2 separate regions of the Mus musculus genome follow, and region 2 is linked to region 1. The links are chromatin contacts, called in public Hi-C maps. All regions are on one chromosome and are shown on one strand. Each heading gives the region's core, a stretch centred on a gene start, on an enhancer-like site or on the middle of the called end of the contact. The rest is flanking DNA. Distances are from core to core; before and after follow the strand shown.

Evidence for each region. A called contact is a pair of places that touch in the nucleus more often than the background predicts.
Region 2: a contact with region 1 is called in a Hi-C map of liver, with 2.1 times the contacts expected there. The contact joins two enhancer-like sites. A contact is called at or near these places in 2 of 484 Hi-C or Micro-C datasets (both in liver), 1 of 115 datasets of contacts at active chromatin or transcription factors (embryonic stem cells) and 1 of 9 other capture datasets (embryonic stem cells).

What each region holds. Positions count from the first base shown.
Region 1 is chr14:11,757,344-11,761,081 of GRCm38.p6, reverse strand. The region is part of intron 2 of Ptprg (protein tyrosine phosphatase, receptor type, G); the gene reads right to left. Among named protein-coding and RNA genes, the nearest start is that of Gm52128, 190 kb to the right of the region's middle. Within about 2 kb of position 1,896, at least 4 of the 459 cell types and tissues checked have an H3K27ac peak or open chromatin away from gene starts, as enhancers often do. A contact at or near this core is called in liver, where this site is marked.
Region 2 is chr14:12,102,868-12,106,170 of GRCm38.p6, reverse strand. The region is part of intron 6 of Ptprg (protein tyrosine phosphatase, receptor type, G); the gene reads right to left. Among named protein-coding and RNA genes, the nearest start is that of 3830406C13Rik, 180 kb to the left of the region's middle. Within about 2 kb of position 1,675, at least 15 of the 459 cell types and tissues checked have an H3K27ac peak or open chromatin away from gene starts, as enhancers often do. A contact at or near this core is called in liver, where this site is marked.

The sequences.
Region 1 (3,738 bases), core at 647-3,146:
TCTATTCTGATTTTTAAGAAAGAATGAGGAGTGGGGGATAAATGGTGGGAGACTCGGAACTGAGATGATATATTAATGCAAAATAATCTGCAGAAAAGAGACAGTTGACTAACTCACAAAAATGAACCTGCAGCATAGACGAGACACTCCAGATTTGCGACATTACCCGCCCTGAGCCTGTCACCTCCTCCCCAGTACAATCAGCTTATTCCAACACAGTATCTGGTAGAAATAACTGTAACATGCCTGGGAAAAATATCAGATTAGCTGAAGAATCAAAAAGATGTTTGTTTATGTATGGCAGGGAGAAGCAGAACAGATGATGTTCTCGGCTGCTTTGCCACATCCTAGCCAAACTTGGGATCGCAGTCCTTTGCGCTGAGAGGAAAGGAGTGAGGGGTGGCTATGCAGACATCTGTGGACCACATCCAGGAAGATGCATTGAAGACACCAGTCATCCATAAAGGAAGGCTTGATGCTGGTAAGAGTAGCTTACCCGTTTTGTTCTGAGTTTGCCTTATGGTTTTGTTTGTTTGTTATCACTAGTGAACTGGAGAGATAGATGACCTCATCAGTAAAATACTCACTCTGCAATCATGAAAGATTTTTAGCATTCATCTTTTTTAAGGCAGTATACGGGGCATGCACCTATAATGCTGTGCTGGGAGGGCCCCACAAGCAGATCCCTGAAGTTCAATGGCCAGTCAACCTAGCCAATCAGTGAATTTTAGACTCCTGTCTCTCCCAGGAACTTGCTCTTAATTCTAGTACTAAAAAGGGAGAGACAGGTGAATCTCTATTACTCTGTAACTACTAGGGGCTACACGGTTAAACCTTGTATCAAATTAAAGTAAAAAGACAAACAGAACTGGGGAAATACCTCAGTATTTAAGAGCACTAGCCTCTATTCCCAAGGACCTAGGTTCAACTCCCAGCTCAAAACATGGCAGCTCACAACCATCTGGAACCCTAGTTATAGGAAACCTGATACCTCTTCTGGCCGAGGCGGGTATTAGGCACTCAAGTGCTATGCACACATACATGGCTAAACACTCATATGAATAAAATAGTTTTTAAAAAATAATAAAACTACAAAAAAAGGAGAAAAATTTAAAACCCAACCCTGACCTCTGGCCTACCAACACACACACAGAGCACACTATCAATCAATCAATCAATCAAACAAACAAACAAACAAACAATGATGCCAGCTTGGTATGCTGGCACACAGCTGCTTTCTCAGAACTGAAGAAGTGGAGGCAGAAGGACCTGGAGTTACAGATGAGCCTTGGCCCATGGCAAACCACTATTTCAAAAAACCAAAGCAATAAACCAAAAATCATGTTGTGCCCACTTTATCAGCTTCTCAACCCTTCCTGAAATTTCAATCCCAAAATTCTGAATTCCGAGATCAATAGGAAGACATTGTAGGAAGGCTCAAGACAGAATAAAGCTGGAGGCTCAGTGTCCAGACATTCACAAGAGCCCACACTTTGGTGACCCTCTACCAGCTGTAAAAACACAAGATCCTCTTGGCTCCCTGCCTGCCCAGATTCAATGGTCTGACATCAGAAAACCCTATGCAATAGGACTTGAGTTCTGAGCACTGAGGAACCACAGGATATCTAGAACTCAGCTCCACTCACTATAAACAAATATACATGACTAGGTGCTTCTCTGCCTTCCACTTCCCTCAAAGGATGGTAAAACATTAACAAAACCAAAATTGAGATGAGAGTCAAATAAACTGATGAATAAATAAGCCTCTGAAAGCAACCGTGAACCTCAAACAATCCCCAATTAACACTGACGGTATAGTTTCCAGGACAGTCAGTAAGTATTACAAACATGACACATGACGTTATTACATGTGTAGCAAGCCTGGACCTGTTACCGCCAACCTTGGGCTCAAACAGGTAATCTCAGGAATAAGATCATCTTTGTCCCCAAAGTCACTTGGTGACACTAAATCAAAGGCTCGAATAACAGATGTCTAGGAGTTCATCTCTGCATGAGGAAATAATTTCCCAGTCTCTGTGGGAGCAAGCCTGAATTACAAATCTAGGCTACAACATATTCTAAATACCCCAGGCAAATGTTGTCTTTGTTTTTCCTGCCCACTGAGAAATTATGGCTTCTGCCTTCTCCAAACTATCCTCACAGATCGAGATCTAACAGCTCAGGATCAATTACAGAGAAATATAAGAAGATGCCAAGTCAAATAAAAAATTACAACATACTTCACTCCTGTTTCATTAATAATTTAGCAATATCACAATTATTGATTAGACAGTTGTTATTTGAAATGGATAGCCAATGTCTTATCTTGACAGAGTATGAGGGAGAATAAAAGAGATGTTGATTTGTAATTCATTATAACCAAGAATTTCCTTGCAAATATGCAACAGATCAAAAAAAATCAGATTTTGCACATACTTCATCTAATTGACACTCAGACAGTTATCAACAAGTCAATCACAGCCACATGGCAGAGACAAACAGCTTACTCAGACATACGTTGCTACATAAAATAATTAAACCATGATGCGAATGACTGAATTTTAGAGAGAGAAGAAAATCCAGAAGCCAAAGAGATTCAGAGATGAGAGAGACTCTGAGACAGGTTTTAGCACACAAAGCCTCTGCTCTGGTTCGTCATTGTGTGACTGGGCAACCAGGCGGGCCCTCACCACATTACAGATGAACTCAGGCAAAAGAGGAACTCACAGAGAGGTCACGTTATCCATGAAGGTCCCTAAAGCACCAGTATAACTTTGTTCTCCTGGCTCTTATCTAACTCTACAACCTCTAGAAAATTTGATATGGAGGGTCTTGGTAAAACAGCACACCGAGTTTCATCATTGAGCTTGATTCTCATCCTAATGACTAGTATAAAATGCCTTTTATCCAAGTCTGTGATCAATAGGGAGCGGGTAGTTTGAAGACATGATGGCTCTGGGATGAACCATCTGTTGGCGGAGAGGATAACTTACGGGCTCATCACCCAACAGCATGCCCCACGATAACAGGAGACAAGGACTTTCTTAACAGAAGAACCATCTCAGGGTTCCCACGGTTTAGGTATGGGCTGCAGCTGCCCTCAGTGGTCTTCTCTATTTTCCATGTCAAACAGGGCTAGAGGGTCACACAGTCACCCTCAATGAGTACAGGTAGGAAATATTAGTTCTGTACACTAAGGCAGACACCATCCATCAAACACATATTAAACACAGAACAGAAGACTCATAGCCATGCTGCCTGTATTTCCCCAGATTAGTAGACTAGGTGTCGAGCATTATTTTTATTTCACCTGACCTGTGATAAGCTAATCAACTAACAACCACATCATTTGAGATGGGGCATCCAAAGTCACTGTTATCTGCAAGCAAATGCCTATTACCAAAATCTAACATTTATAATTCCTGACCTCTGCACATTTAAAATACAGGCACCGTCTTCAGTGTCCAGCAACAGTGTATGTTTAACAACTGCAGCAATTACAGTCTGTGTGCTTGCTCATACATGTCTACCCAGCCAAGAGGAGGTTATATGAGAACAGGGAGGGCATCTTAATCATCTATGCGTTATATATCACTCACTCAAGAAATAATTCATCATAAACACACTATGGATGCAGTAGAGAAAAGCAGTCCCAAACCACTAGGTGTACGTAAAATTACAACGAATGGCAGTGGTGAGTCCCAAAGTGAGCACATGCTAGGCCAGATGAGAGAGAAT
Region 2 (3,303 bases), core at 426-2,925, 350 kb before region 1:
CAAGAGATTCTAAAAAAGACATCCTGGGCTATATTTTATGTTACACAATATCCTATTTACACACCAAAACACTTTCACAGCATTCAATACATGCAGAGGTCCTGTTGCAACTTTAAGTGATTTGATCCTTAAAATAACTCTATCACGTTAGGTCCATTATATGGACCCAATTCCCAGAGTCTAGAATGTCGAACCAGGGAGTTAAGAAACAAGTCATCCTAATTTCCTAGCAGTAGACAGTTCAACAAAGTATGCCCTTTTTTATATTTGTGTGTGTACGTGTGTTTATGTTTCTGTGGATGTCTGTGAATGTTTGCATGTAGAGGCTTGATGTCAGTCTTGATGTCACTCATTAGGCAACATTCATCTTGTTTTATGAAACAGGGACTCTTCCTGGCCTGAAACTCACAGTTAGACAGACTGGCTAGTCAGTAAAGCCCAGCATGGATGCCTGCCTTTGCCACCTGTGCACTTTGATTACAAACACATTCTCTCACACCCGATATTTTGTTTTTAGCATGGGTTTTGGGGATCATTTTCAGTCCCTCATGCTTGTACAGCAAGCACTTACTTCCCTGACAGAGTTCTCTCCACAACCTAGAAGTGACTTTAACATGCTTGGCCCATATAAAAATCAAGGCATAGAGAAGCTAACTACAACTCTTACGGTTATAAGAAGACAGAGTACAGTGGTCTCTTACTGAGGAACTACAACAAAAGCCCAGGCTCCTAGAAGTTTTAGATTAATTTTTTAAAGGAAAAAATGCAAAAGCTTTAAATCATAGGTTTTGCAACCAAAAGCTCACATCCACTGATCCCAGTTGAATGAAAGTGGAAACTAAAGGGCTTGCCTCTCCACCCCCTGGCAAGTCTGGGCTTTAATTTTACCTAGTTACCAGGGAGTCAAATCACAGGACACCTATCAAAGTGTGCTTTGGCCTTTGCTTGCGGCCCCTGTGTTTTCCTGGCCACACAGCAGCCAACACAAAGCCGGAACACCCAGAGGGTGTGTTCAGGGCTTGGCATCACGGGCAACAGAGCTGCCACTTTCCTGTCTCCCTTGGGCAGCAGATGAAGTTGGCATCACACTAAGTGGCCTGTGCTGGGATCAGAGGCTCAAAAATGAAAATCAGAAACCCTGTAGTTTTTCTCTAAGGGAACGATCCACGTCAGGGTTATAGGTGAGCAGGCTGTGTGTATAACCTCTGGGAGAAACAAGATAATCAATCCCTGACAGCTGATATTGTCCCAGACTCCAGGAAGAGGTGATTGCTCTAACAAACATGAAAAGATGAAGCAGCACCCTGGCCTACAAACAGGGTGCAGTGACACCCTAGTGAAAGAGAACGCTGGTTCAGCTGGAGCAAGATCCAAGCGTCCGTGAGTTCCAGTACGGTCTCATGAGAGCTCCAAGTGTGAGCCTTGCTGTGACGGGGCTGACCTCGAAAATCTAGGATGTGTGAACAGTTCTGGGACAGAGTTGGCCGACATAGTTAGGGGCTGGATTCCATTTCTCTGTCACCACCTCTCTACCAACCTAGAAGGCTTGAGACTGCCCTAGGTAGGAGCTTCACGAGTGAGAACACCATTTCTTTCAGCAACTCTAACACCACAAACCATAGCCATTATGTCCAGAGCTGACATAGAGACCAAAGGTCACTCTCAGAACCTCTGACTTAGTCTAGTCTGTTAATATTGCATAACATTTCTGGGGTCAAAAGCTTGAGGCAAGCAGAGACTCAAGTGCAATCTCTCCCTAGTATTTGGAAATGAAATTCAGGACCTACACCTCGCTTTTCCTTTTTCAACTTGAATACTAGTGCCTTCAGGGCACATGCTGTCTGTGCCAAGGCTCTAACCTGGGCTTTGGAATGAAATGATATTGAAAAGCTGTGCAACTGTAGGCAAAAGCCTTATCATCTCTGGGCTGTGTCTATAATCTGTAAAATGGTCATCATGAGATCTTATATCCTTTAGAGTTGCTATGACTACTAAAAGTGACTTGGAACAAGGGACTAAACCCAGTGTCTGAGCCACTGTAAACCTTCATTTCACAGCAGCCCCTGGCCGAGGGCAAGCACAGAAGATTCCTAGGCTGGCTTTTGCTGTGTTTTTAAGCAGGGATAGCAAGTATTCTCTATAAAGCTAGAATATTTACCTAAATATTTACCTATCACCAGAGAGTAAATATTTTAGGTTTTGCAGGGCAATAGATAACATCAAAGATATCATGTTCAAACTCACGTAACAGAATCACCATCCACAATCCTATTAAGGACATTTTAAATTTAATAATAACTGCATACACCCTTCAAAATATGTCTGCATTAATGAGAAGGAAGGATCCCATATTCAGAATAACATTTTGTATAATCCGAGAGGCCGTATAAAAACTCAGAAGCTGTGCCAAAATTGGCAGTGGAAAGGACAGGGCCTTCTGTCCAAAATTTGCCGACCTCTACCTTAACCTAAGTTCCATAAGGGGCTCCCATACAATGTGACACAAATTTCATTCTAAGTCATAGGCAGACTTGCGAGAGGGTCAGGAAGACATGATATGTGTTAACAATACATACTAGCATTATTTTTTTTTTTGAGACAGGGTTTTGCTGTGTAATACAGGATAGTCTTGAACATAGTTTTCTGCTCAATGCCTAAGTTAGCAGAACTTTCGATACTGTCCCATCTGCTTCAGCCACAGCATCTGCTTCAGCCACAGCATCTGCTTCAGCCACAGCATCTGCTTCAGCCACAGCATCTGCTTCAGCCACAGCATCTGCTTCAGCCACAGCATCTGCTTCAGCCACAGCATCTGCTTCAGCCACAGGTACTGAATTGACAGAACCCACTCGTGAGACAGGCATGGGGAAGATGAAAGAAGGTGTGACCCAGCTCACGATGTAGCTCTTCATGAAGGTCTTAGTAATGGAGATATTAGAAGGAAGGGAGCTTTGCCACAGCCAAGCCATGTAGGCTAGAATTACAACTCAGCTTCTCCAGGCAAGTTACCATGCTTCTCTGAGACACAATAGTAAGAGTGCCTGATGTTGGCGTCTGAGCAGTAACTAGTTAATACTGTTTATTATTAACTAGTAACTAGTTAATACTGTTTATTATTAACTAGTTACTCGGCACTGAAAGTGCTTGTCATTGAGAGTGCCCAGAAGTACTGTTCAATAAAACTAGTCTGTCTTGTGACAAGTTTCTTGAGACTGTGTTGTTCCACACCGATCTCAAAAGTGCATCCTTCCCCCAACGTCTAGCCTAATGAGTAACTTAAGTCCGAAGCACTTCTGTTTCAGC